Regions from separate parts of the Anas platyrhynchos genome. Here region 2 is linked to region 1. The links are chromatin contacts, called in public Hi-C maps. All regions are on one chromosome and are shown on one strand. Each heading gives the region's core, a stretch centred on a gene start, on an enhancer-like site or on the middle of the called end of the contact. The rest is flanking DNA. Distances are from core to core; before and after follow the strand shown. Region 1 holds the start of CLDN11 (claudin 11). Region 2 has its middle 9.1 kb from the start of TNIK.

What was found. Hi-C and Micro-C count contacts between places; a contact is called where the count stands out from the background.
Region 2: a contact with region 1 is called in a Hi-C map of subcutaneous adipose tissue, with 3 times the contacts expected there. The contact joins the enhancer-like site here to the promoter of CLDN11 in region 1. A contact is called at or near these places in 3 of 8 Hi-C or Micro-C datasets (liver, skeletal muscle and subcutaneous adipose tissue).

What each region holds. Positions count from the first base shown.
Region 1 is chr9:4,946,868-4,953,033 of IASCAAS_PekinDuck_T2T, forward strand. It overlaps CLDN11 (claudin 11), which reads left to right and starts at 4,614. Exons shown (of 3, transcript XM_027464263.3): 1 at 4,614-5,038. The coding sequence starts at 4,813. SKIL (SKI like proto-oncogene) reads left to right here. Exons shown (of 9, transcript XM_072042358.1): 9 at 1-2,506.
Region 2 is chr9:5,197,567-5,203,113 of IASCAAS_PekinDuck_T2T, forward strand. No RefSeq gene overlaps it. Among named protein-coding and RNA genes, the nearest start is that of TNIK, 9.1 kb to the left of the region's middle. Within about 2 kb of position 3,330, at least 2 of the 8 cell types and tissues checked have an H3K27ac peak or open chromatin away from gene starts, as enhancers often do. A contact at or near this core is called in subcutaneous adipose tissue, where this site is marked.

The DNA.
Region 1 (6,166 bases), core at 3,364-5,863:
ACTAATATTTTCACTGCTGCAAAAACTTGAGCAGTTTATAGCAGTTTTAGCAATTCCAGCTGCAGGTAAGGTCTCCTAATACTTCTAAAACATCTGGCTGAAAAAGCTAATTGAGCATTTATTAAAATGACTTAAAAAGTAGCTTTGTAAATATTCCATTTAGTTAATCTGAAGTTAGGATGCATTTTAAATTGTTGTAATCCTCTTAAAATTCTTAAATACTACTTTCAGGTTCTTTAACATAACATAAATAATTTTCATACGTGTAGACTTAATTTTATACTGATTTTAAGTAATAATGTATACATAAATGTGCCATAGATTTTGTGTGTTCGGTCTTTGAAAGATAGTTTTTTAGTAAATTGTAAATAATATGATGCAAGTTCCAGAACAAATATATGTTGACCCTTTTTCACTACCTTATGCTAGTTAATATTGAGTGGTTTATTTTACAACTCAATACAGGAACTTGGATTGAACGCTTAAGGGCCTTCACTTAAGTGCACACCTAATGGTAGAAACGAATTCTGTCACTAGGTACCTGCTTTTAGCCATGGCATGCTCGTTTTATGTGTTATTGTTTGTTCTGCCTTCAGGTTTTGGTTGCTGACCATTTAGGCAGGAAGCTGTTTTCTCAGATAGTTGTGACATTAAGTCTTTAGGAAGAAAATCCTGGAATTGTTCGCAATTTTAAATCTTCGTTATTAAACACCTAGACTGAAATCAAAGTTGCTTAGTGCACCTTTTAGAACAAAGTAGGATTCAGGCAGAAATAACTAAATTGCTCCTACGCTTTTTGACAAGAACTTTCACAAGCTTTGTGTGCTCTGATGAGCAAGAGAATATAAGAATCGAGAGAAATTTTGCCGGTCTGAAAGTACCCTCATTCATGGTGTAGCCATGTGTCCTTAGACGAAAGAGATTTTATCTAAAATCTCCAAACTTGAGTCCGTCTGTGTTTTAATTTTTGTAAAGCATATATTTTAGCTTGAGAACTTAGGTGAATGTAGTTACATTTCACATCCTCCAACTAATTTTATTCTATATTTAATATATTAATAGCCTAGGTGTAAAACCATTTGTATATAGTAAAGGCATAATGCAATTAGTGAAGTAGGAAAAGTGGAGTGGGAGCATAAAGCTACCAGTGGCCTGAAAAAATACGGCTTGGTCCATATTTTAGAAGTCACAACTGTTTATTCATACATTCTTGATTTATACTGGGGGTTGGATAGCTATAATGTGTTAAGAAATTTTTGGAAAACTTTCCTAGCATTAGTTGTGAAGTTGGCCTTGAAGTGCTGTCATGGTCAGCTTCCTAGAATTCACTTGTTTGTAGAGTATATATTTTGACTGTCAGCAAAGATAACAACTTTGTATTTTTTCTGCACTTAATTCATGTAATTGATCCACACAACAGAGTTTTCTATAACATGGTGAAGTCAACAACTGACATAACGACACCTACCTGTTAATCTGTGCTTGAACTATACCAGTAGTTTTATTGAAGCTGTCAGCAGCAAGCAGCAAGAAGCTGCAAATTTTGATCTTTTTGCTCATTTGTAGTGAGAGAAGTGTTCATCAGTGTTTTCATTACAGAAAGCTTGTAGAATTTTCTATTTGTTGCACATCTATTTCAAAAAGATCCTTTTTTTTTTTTTTAGCTTTTGTGAAAGCAGACATTGCTTACCAATCGCATGACAAGTTCACTGTGTGTCTCTATTATTTAGATTTTTGCCATTACTTAATTTTTTTTTTTCCAGAGTTAGTGGTTCAGTTGGGAAATGCTTGAAAAATGAGTTTTAAGCACTTCATCAAGCACAGCAAATGGTTAAAATTTTGTATTTGGAAAATTGATTATATGTAACAATACCAATCGATTTTTTTTGTCTTCGAATATAGATACCTCACTTAAAGGAAAGCACAGTTATACTGTATTTAAAATAATTCTAGGAAATAATAAAAAGTTGGTCTAAAATATTTTGTTGCAGTTACGTTGCTTTCTGTGATGGACAAAATCTGTTTTTGTGTTTTCCTACTTGCTCTCAGAAGTATTTATTGATGTTGACATGCCAATACGATTATCTGAAATTCCAGAAAGTAGTTGCAAAACACCAGTCTGTTTAGCTCAAGGCGACAGGGTGGATGACTATTCCGAAACCGTAGTAAAAGCCTGTGAAAACGATCAGTGCATTCAAGGATTTTTAATACTTTGCCAATGATGTACAGTCTTACTGCTAGCGTTGCTGTGGTTGCATTACATGACACACAAAACTGTCCTCTACCTCACGTGAGATTAACAGATATTTTATATGGTTTTAGTAAACAAGAGGCTTCTATCTGGTCACTTAGTTTACAAATTTTGAATTATATTTATTGAAACATGACATACTGTGCTCTTAGCTTATACCTCAATTGTATTTTGTGCTGTTATCCATTTTCATGCCATGTAAATACATGTACAGATTGTGGACTCAAAAACAAATAAAAAACTGTAATGTCACAACGCTTGTCTCCGTAATGTTTTTGTACACTGAGATACAAATGTGACTTTCTGAAGGTGTTTAACAACGGTGCTTTTTTAGAGAAGACAATCTGCCTTGCTTTGATCACAATAAATTAAGACCTGATTCCACTGAAGCTTTGTTAGCAGAACTCCCACAGCCTGCAGCAGCTCCCCACTTTATAAAGGGCATTTTTAGCAAAACCTACAAGGTCTCCCTCACAGTGAGTCCGTTTCCTAAGCCTTGTAGGGCTCCATGAAGATATCGACAGTAACATTTCTCTGTATCTCAACAAAGAGTTGGTATTTGTATGTGTAAATACAACCACTTGTGTATTTGGCATGTTCTCCGGTGCACAGCTTTTGTTGCTACTTAACTGCTCCAGCAATGTTTGAGTTGTTCACACCTCTCCTTATTAGATCAGTAATGAAGAAAATAACACACATCACCATACAAAACGCCGCGATGTATAACCATTTAAAATCAGAAATGATAATTATACTTTATTTGCTGAAAAATATTTTTATTTACTGCTGATGGAAACTCTGCCCTACAGTGGCTCTAAGGAGTTCCCAGGTTTTGTAAAACCCACAGGATTACGTGGTTTCAAATCTAGGAGATGGTGCTGTGATCTGTTGAACACAATCATGTCTTCCAAGAAGAACAATACGAGTTTCACTCGAGAGATGATGTTTATCTCCTGAATAGCAAACGTATTTTGAGGGAAAGATTAAATCCACCTAGAACCAACCCCTGGACAATGTGGAGATGGCACCTGGACATAAATAACAGCAGTAAGCATCGAGGAAGTCAATGGCAAGACAGCAGGCAGCGTGGCTTCACAAAAATGCAATTAACCAGGCACAGAAAATGAAACGACAAGGAGTGTAAGCAAATATATAATGCAAAAGCAACCATTAAATTTGTGTTTATTATAAAAGCTCCTCTTTACAGGTGATTTTCATCCCTGTAGTACTGTTTAGGCAGTAACTACAGTGTTCAGATGAGGCTATGATGAAACAAAGCTGTGGCCCCTGAATTGTGATGCTCAGGAATGTGAAAAATAAGGCTCTGCATGGTCTCATTCGTGGTTTTTACTTTGTTTGCTAAGGAACGGGAAGAATACTGCTGGATGGAGAGCAGGATATGTTTCATTCACGATTTACTAACCCTGGAGCATGGCTTTCAATATTTCTGTTTCATCAACAGCCACAGGAATGAATCAGTCACTGTTTGGTATTTTGCATCTGATTTTTCCCCTGCCCGATGCAGTGCAGGATGCACTCCGCTAGTGGTCTCCCCAGGCACGTTTTTTTCCGTGTAAATCCAAACCCTCTGCAAAATCAGAAGCTGTGGTGGACACACGGTGATGAAATTTCTTTAGGGATGTGTTGGCGTCCAATAACATAAATGTGTTTGCAAAAATACAAAGTAAAAACGGGAAAATAGCGTCTGCCTGTTTCTGCAGATACAGGATTGTCTGTGAAGTTTTCCTTTTCACATTTGGAAACGGGCTCTTCTTTGTTTTATGAGGTAGGCTAAAAGTTATGCCCATAATGAGTCTGAGTAAAAAGCCACTTATTCTAAATGTTAGTGTTTAAAAATGGAAATGAGGTGCTGCCTAAAGCAAACTTAAGACTCTGAGAGTGTTAATTAAGACTTTTGAAACCTCAGGCATGAGAGAACGCGGAGATGGCTCTTTTATGTTTTGCATAAACATAAACATCAGAAAAGAAACAAGACCGATGATGTGCATTTACTGCAGGAGTGCCGGTGGCTCTGGGGAGACGATCAGTTCCGTCTCTCGGGTAACTCTGTCCACCACGTTTCTTGCCTTATTTTTCCATGACGTGACAGAAGTGTGATCGTTTGTCTTCAGCCCTAAAACACCGCTTCGGTTTTTATCTCGAGCCTGAATTTTCAGCAGCCAGGCTGTCTGCACATGAATAAAGTAGCCTGTTTTGTCATCTGAGCACTGGAAGGGAGATTCTGCATCCCCTGTCCGCATCCTCCTCCTCCTCCAGCTCCCTGCGATGAGCTGCCAGAAGTTGGGGCTCCCCCCTTGCTCCTCCCATGCGCTGTGGGGCTGGAGGCAGCTCTGACCCCTCCCAGGGAGGGAGCTGGGCAGAGGCAGCCCGATGTGTGCTCGGAGACCTCTTCCCACCAAAGTCCAGTCCCTCCCGCTCCCAGCTGGCGGCAGGTCCCAGCAGCAAGCATCCTGCCCTGCCTCGCACAGCCCCGCAGCCTCCTCTGCCAAAGCTTTGTCCCTGCTCTCCTGCCCAGCTTGTAGGACCAGGGCCTCATCGCCATGGTGGCCACCTGCCTGCACCTGGCTGGATTTGTCTGCAGTTTCATCGGGTGGATCGGGGTGGTGGTGGCGACGGCCACCAACGACTGGGTGGTGACGTGCGGCTACACCATCACCACCTGCAGGAAAATGGACGAGCTGGGCTCCAAGGGGCTGTGGGCAGACTGCGTCATGGCGACAGGCCTCTACCACTGCAAGCCCCTCGTGGACATCCTCATCTTGCCAGGTACGTGTCCCCCTCCGTGCCCTCGTCCCTCCTGCCCCAAGGTGCTGCTCTGTGCGGTCCTGCCGTGGGGTGAAATGCTGGCGAAGCTCCTTCTGCTTCATCAGCCTGGGAGATGGTCCATTAAGTATGCTAAGGAGTGATAGCCCTTAACATGATACCCATTAAGTTCTACCTGGTTTTAATCGTGCCTAGGTATGATGTGTTATCTCTGGCTATTAAAATCCACTTAACGCTATCAATCATTGCCCTTAATAAACACTCGCCGTTTCTTTCACGTCTCATTTCCAGGTTGTACTGCAAAACATACATGGTATATTGAGATCTAAGAGAGTATTTCAAATTTCACTTTGAGATGATGATGAACTGTTACAAATGTTAAGGATCAATTCCTTGAAATGATTTTGAGTATAATGAATCTTTTGGCATCTATTATTAATGCTGCTATGGCTTTTAATCTTCTGAAAGATTGTCATCGGTCTTGACGGTCTTGTGCTTCGGATATGTTCTAACACAAGACAGAGCTTTTACACAGTAAAGAGATATAACTACCCTTAATTTGTCATGATACTTTCTAATCATATAGTAATTTTCATCTAGTTTACTGCAAAGCAAACATTAAGCAAGGTGTTCCGTCAGTGTTAGTACATCTTTTGAGCTAACTAAATCCATCTTTGTGTGATCCTGTCCCTGTAAGTTCAGTTAATTATTTTACCTAATGATTTTACCTATTTAAATTGCTGTTAACTCTATGGTGTTTCTTTGTTCTGCTACATTTTAGAGTACACATCATCAAGAATTTCAGAGGTGCCCCTTCCTAAACTGGCAGGGCAGAAATAACCATTCCTTGTAGCTTTCATTCATTTTTCCTTATTTATTTGTTTAAACTGTTGTGGAAATAATTTTACAGTTGTTAGAAAGATTATTTCTGAAATACTCTCTGATACGATGCCTAGTCAGTATTACACAGTGTTCGGCAACTTTGAATCTCTCAGACCAGCTCCTATTTTTCCCTTCTGTGCATGTATACTTATATTTTAGTAGATTTACTTTCCTTATAGCTACTATTGTTAAGCAGCACAGAAGAGAGAGAAAAAGCTTGCCCAGAAGAAACAGTATTGAATGAAATTT
Region 2 (5,547 bases), core at 2,080-4,579, 250 kb after region 1:
GTTTTGATGGTAAGTGGTGCCCATCAAAAGGGCTGTAAAAATCAGCCACCATGAAGAAAGGTTGGAGAGGAGGCTGCAGCAGCATCTGGGGGAAACTGAGGGTATTTCCCCAGCTGATTCACTCCCTGACATCCGTTATACACCACTTGACTTTTAATAGCATATACACAATGCACTGAACACGGGGAAGCAATATCTGGAAGAGAAAGAGTCCTGAGTGCTGAAAACGTGCAATTTTCCTTACCTGGCATAAATGACAGCCCAGCACAAAATAAAGTCAAAGGTGTTCCTGTAAAACAACTGATACATCAATAAAATAACCAGGTAGCAATCTCTGCGTGTGCCTTGACTGATGAAGGGGGAACGGACCAAATCCACCGTGACGTGCAGGGTGACCGCTGAGGGCACAGATCCAGGCTGTCACAGGGAGGGGACACAGAGATGGATGAGGCAGAGTGAGACACAGCTAAGGGTGATGTGGATTTGCTGCAAGCAGCAGCATCAGAGGTCTCGGGGCAGGTGGTCAGTAGGTGAGGTGAGCCCACTGGTGAAATCCTCAAGCCTTAAGACAGCAGCGAGCTGCGTACGCCTCCACGGAGATAAACCCTTCTGATCCACAGCACCCCGCCAAGATGCATGCTCTATGCAAAATATCTCTGGATTACTTCACTGCTAAAGAAGATTTCAGTTCTTTACACAATAAATTAAGAAGCAAGGTGGACATATTCAAACAGAAAATCCACTATCCGCTACATAGGCAGGTGGTGGATTTGGTGATTTAAGAGCAATCATGCTCTCAGAAGCACCTCAGTGACATACACAGCAAAGTATGAGTTTTGCAAGTGGTGTAGCTGGCACAGGCTGTTTGCTGAAGGGGAATTAGGCTTTTCCTCTGCAAAACAGAGCATTGAGAGCTAGTTCACCTGCTAGTTGATGGCACTTTGAGTGCTAAAAACACACATTGCTTTTGGGAAATAGCACTTGGGCTCCTGAAACACGCAGGCTCTCTTTCAGCCTTTGTTTTGTCTTTTCTGTCTCTAACATGATCTAGTGTAAGAGTCAAGATGCAGCTGACCTAAAATTGACTAATAAAGATAATGAAAAAAACCTGTAAGACAACAGCTTCTTCCAGGCATGCAAAACAGCTGTGCTCACCTTTACCAGTATTGCCTGTATGCTGTTTCAGGTCCTGACAGACTAAGGAATCTAGGAACATAAGGAGCACATCAGCCTAATACCGATGTTGAGGTTAAACACAGTAAAACCAAGAAAAGCAACAACTGTTTAATCAGAGAGAAAGAAACTTAGAGGGTAAAAATGGCATTACTTCAGGTAGTGCTGGAAATGTTTTTTTTTTTTTTTTTTTTTTCAGTTTGATCACCAAGATGCTGGACACCTGCTAACACACCTGGACAGGGAAATGGCTGAAATCAGAAATCTAGCAAGAGGCTGTGTACCATTAAGCCCTACATTAACTTCTTTTTGCAGACTTATAAGGAACAAAAGGAGAACATGATGTCCTGTGCAAGAGGCAGGGTTCTTCCAAGCGTGTGTCACCATGGCAGGGCAACGGAGCCAGTTCACTTCATTCATCTCATAAATCTCACTACATTCAGCATTTTTGCAGATCCCGGAACCACATATCTATACATGACCTTTAGTTCTTACTTAAGAAGAGATAAGCAACTGAAGATCTTTGCCTTAGGAAAGCAAGTCTGAGAATATGATCCCTGGGAGGATTAAAGAAACCAAAGGTAAATTCAGAGGACCTGGAGATGCAGCAGATGTGATCTGCATGGTCGCAGGAGACCCGTGCCTCCACACCTCGCCTCAATTACAGCCCTGCTGTAGCCCTACCAGCAGTAAAACATTGGAAATGTGGGTGACAGCTTAGCTTACATGCCGTCAGACACAGCCAGTGTAATCAGCCGCCAGTTCCCTAAAAGGAAATCCTTAGCTAACAAATATGCTCCGGTCTTCTGAGCCGGCAGACAATGATCAAACAGTGAATAAAACGTATCCGGACCTCAGGGAAGTGTTTGACATCATGCCATGCACCGGACTAATTTCCTGAAACAGCAGAGCCAGGCAGGAGGGTGGTTTATGCTGGTGGCAGCGCCCCAGCTCAGGGAGCAGGAGAGTGAGTGCCACACCGCTGTCCCTGGCACTGCAGCCCCAGCTCTTCGTCCCCAGGAAGGTCAGCACGGCCCCTGGGCTCTCTGCTCCTCTGTCTGCTGCTCCCCTCCCAGAATTTCATCTTCTCCGTATGCGAGGCATGTCCTTCATGTGACACAGCAACACACGGCTTTCCTACGGGGATTTGACAGCGGACAGGAAAATGATCAGTTAAAAAAAAAAAAAAACCTGCACATGAGATTCTTGCCCATCATGAGGATGAATATCACCTCCATTTTCACAGTCTGCTCTGCCCTATATAAGGCTGTCAGATTTCCAGGGCAGAGAAATGATGTGCTTCTGGGTCCCTGAGCATCGCAGGGTGCTGGGACCCGGGAAGGAAATGCCTAACAGCTCTGCTGCTGTGGCTGCTGTCCTCACCAGTAACATACTGGGAGCAGGTGCTGGTCTGAGACTTGTCTCAGGACTGGATCCATGAGGACACTGACAACTGGATTTTGATTGTACTGGGGGAAAAAAAAAAAAAAAAAAAAAAAAAAAAAAAGTCTCTGAAGCAGTATGTCTTGGCTCGGGGAGACTGCTCCTGCTGAGGCATTTTAAGTGATTTCTGTGTAAATCTTTCTGTTACAGTAAAAATAATAATAATGAAATGGTGAGACACAAAGTATACAGACACAGTGGAAACCAAATTTGGAGTGATTCGGGTGATTCAGGCTTTCTTAGGGTAATAAGTAGCTAGCGCAGTTCGACACACTCACATGCAACCCAAGAGCTTGGAGCCGCCGTGGAGGCTTCAGTGACCGATTCATTATTCCGTACAGGCGCTGGCTGCTCAGCCACCCCGGCCTGTACCCATCTGGATGTCAGGAGACATCCCTGGGGTGTGTGGCTGTGCACAATGCGACCACCCTGCAGCCGGGCATCGGTCTGCAAGCACAACTGATACCACACAGACACGGCCTGCAAGGAAACACCCGGATATATACACCGCAGCGAGCTGCCCGAGACCTAAGGCGGATGCACTCCCGGCAGGGGGATGTATTTTGGGTGTATTTTGGGTGTATTTTGGGCAAGGCGGAGGCAGCACTCGGGGGGCCGGGAGGCTCCGGGCTGCGGCCCCCGGGGGGCAGGGGCAGGCCCCGGGCTGCGGCGCTGCGCGAGGCCGCGGCTGCGTTAGGCCGCAGCACCCCCTGCAGGCCTCGCTCCGCAGGGCTCCAGCACAGCCTCCTCGGGCAGGCTGGGGGCTAACAAACGTGGTGGTCTTCACAAGCAGCCTCCGACTGCCGCACTGGGCCGGCCCTGTGGCGATAGCTGCCGTCCTTTCCAGAGTTTCTCGCTTCCGCGTCTGCTACTGGCCCAAACCGGGCTTTTCCACACAAAAACAGCCATTGTTGTGCTTAAAATGAATTCCATATACGGTAGCTACTTCATGTTTCTGAGGTTACACAGCTTTGTGTTCGATTCCATTAGCCATCCATCTATGTGAAAGGGAAACACGTCTAAAACGTGATCCTAAAACATGAAGAAAATGTGAAGTCTCAAACCATCTTTCAAGGCAAAATTAAAAGATGCTGGGTGATTACACCGAGTCCCCTCATGAAGATGCACTTTACATTGGTGCTGGGGACACACCACACTCACATTCCAGCCTGCAAGGCCTGGCTGGGGTCTCTCCACGTACGCTGGGCTGGTAGAGAAGGAAATCAGGATGCCAGCCCAGCAAAGAGAACAGAAATACTCTTCTGTCTGTTTGGTGAGATAAACCAGAGGAATGCGATAAACACCAAAGGCAGCACAGCCGGAGCAGAGCAGGAGGGGGCTGGAGGATTGGTCTCTGGCTGGATGATCACTCAGTTCAGGAACCGTGACCTGGTGCAGAGCACCCTTGGGTGCCAAAGATCTGGTGCAGCCACGGATGTGGCCCTGGTGGTTCCTCCAGCTGAAGAGATGGGGATAGCTCTTGCCAGAGCTTCCCTTGTGCCCCCACTGCCCTCCTAGCTGTACCCTCACCCAGGACCCCAAACCCATCCACCCCGCAGGATCCGGCCCTCCTTGCCCTTATCCAGCCACCCAGCTTGGCCCAGAGCAGCTCTCCCAGCAGGGACACGCCACAGGGAAAGGCCACCAGCAGCACGTGCCCCGCTCCTCGCTTCCTCCGGGCACTGCTGAGCTCCAGATAACAGAAACCTGTCAGGGCCTGATAATGCTGTCTTCCCCTCCTTTGTCCTCAAGTGGTAACAGGATGTTTAATTATCGAGATCAGGCTGAATATGGAGAGATTACTCACCATTGATCCTGGGTATAAGCTATTTCCCTTGCAGAATAATTTCTTCTTTTTTCAGAACTTTCCCCCCCACTCCTCTCTCCAACTTAATTTCCACCCCGGCCATGAGGCTCAGCAGAAAGTCTTACCATAATCATTTTGAGCTAAATATTCTGAGTAATCAATCAGAGCAGTGGAACCAATTTGGAAACTGTCACTTTTAATTTTTCCAATAAAAAAAAAATAAAAATTGAGCATTTCACTCACACTGCTGTTGGGATTCGGGCTCTTAAAGCCTTCGCTCCACTGCACCAGTGCTTCAGAGATGTACTTGAGAACCTGAAGAGCTGGCACAATTGCAGAGAAACAAAAACAGATTGATTTTTAGCAGGGAGAAGAAACCTGTTTTTTTAGGTGCCTTTGGACCTGTCTGACAAAACCTTTTATTTCTTCCTTCCCTGCTTTCGTCCTCTACAAAAATAACCAAGAGGTACTGGAGATTTCACACATGCAAAAGGCTGACACTAATCAAAAAGTTGACGACTTATTGAGAGCTCAGTGCACAAATAGATGGCTAACGAGGGCCCAAGGAGCAGACCTGCTTGGTGCAGAGGGCAGGATTTCTTCCTGTCCCTCTCTGGCTCGGGATGTCTGTGGGCACGTTGGCTGCAGAGGCTTACCTGTGGGGAGAGGCAGGAACGGTCTTGGCACAAGCGGCTGGAGAAAGCTGTCCTGGAAAGCGTGTGTCTATTAAATGTAGCAGTGATTGCTCTTTTTGTTCGAGGCATGCGTGGGCTGCATTTCTGCTCAGCGAGGAGCGATCAAATTAGAGGCTTTGTGAGTCTTTCATCAAGCACACTCTGTGGCTGTAGGGAAGTCAAAGGGAATTTTGCCACTGCCCTCAGTGGAGGCAGTGCACCTGAGCCTCCCCTTTGCAATTTATGCCAGCTGTAGCCCGTAAGCTGCCTTTTACCTGTATTTTTAATGGGCTAATGGATGGGGATGAAGTCATGCCCAGTGAAAACATGGCATGCCTGTGTGTGAGACAGAAAACAGCAAAAGCAGCAGTGGTGCCTAATTTCAGCTCTCCCTCACACCTCTAGGGCCCCCACGTCACACTGGATCCTCGTCATAAAGCCGTACGAGGT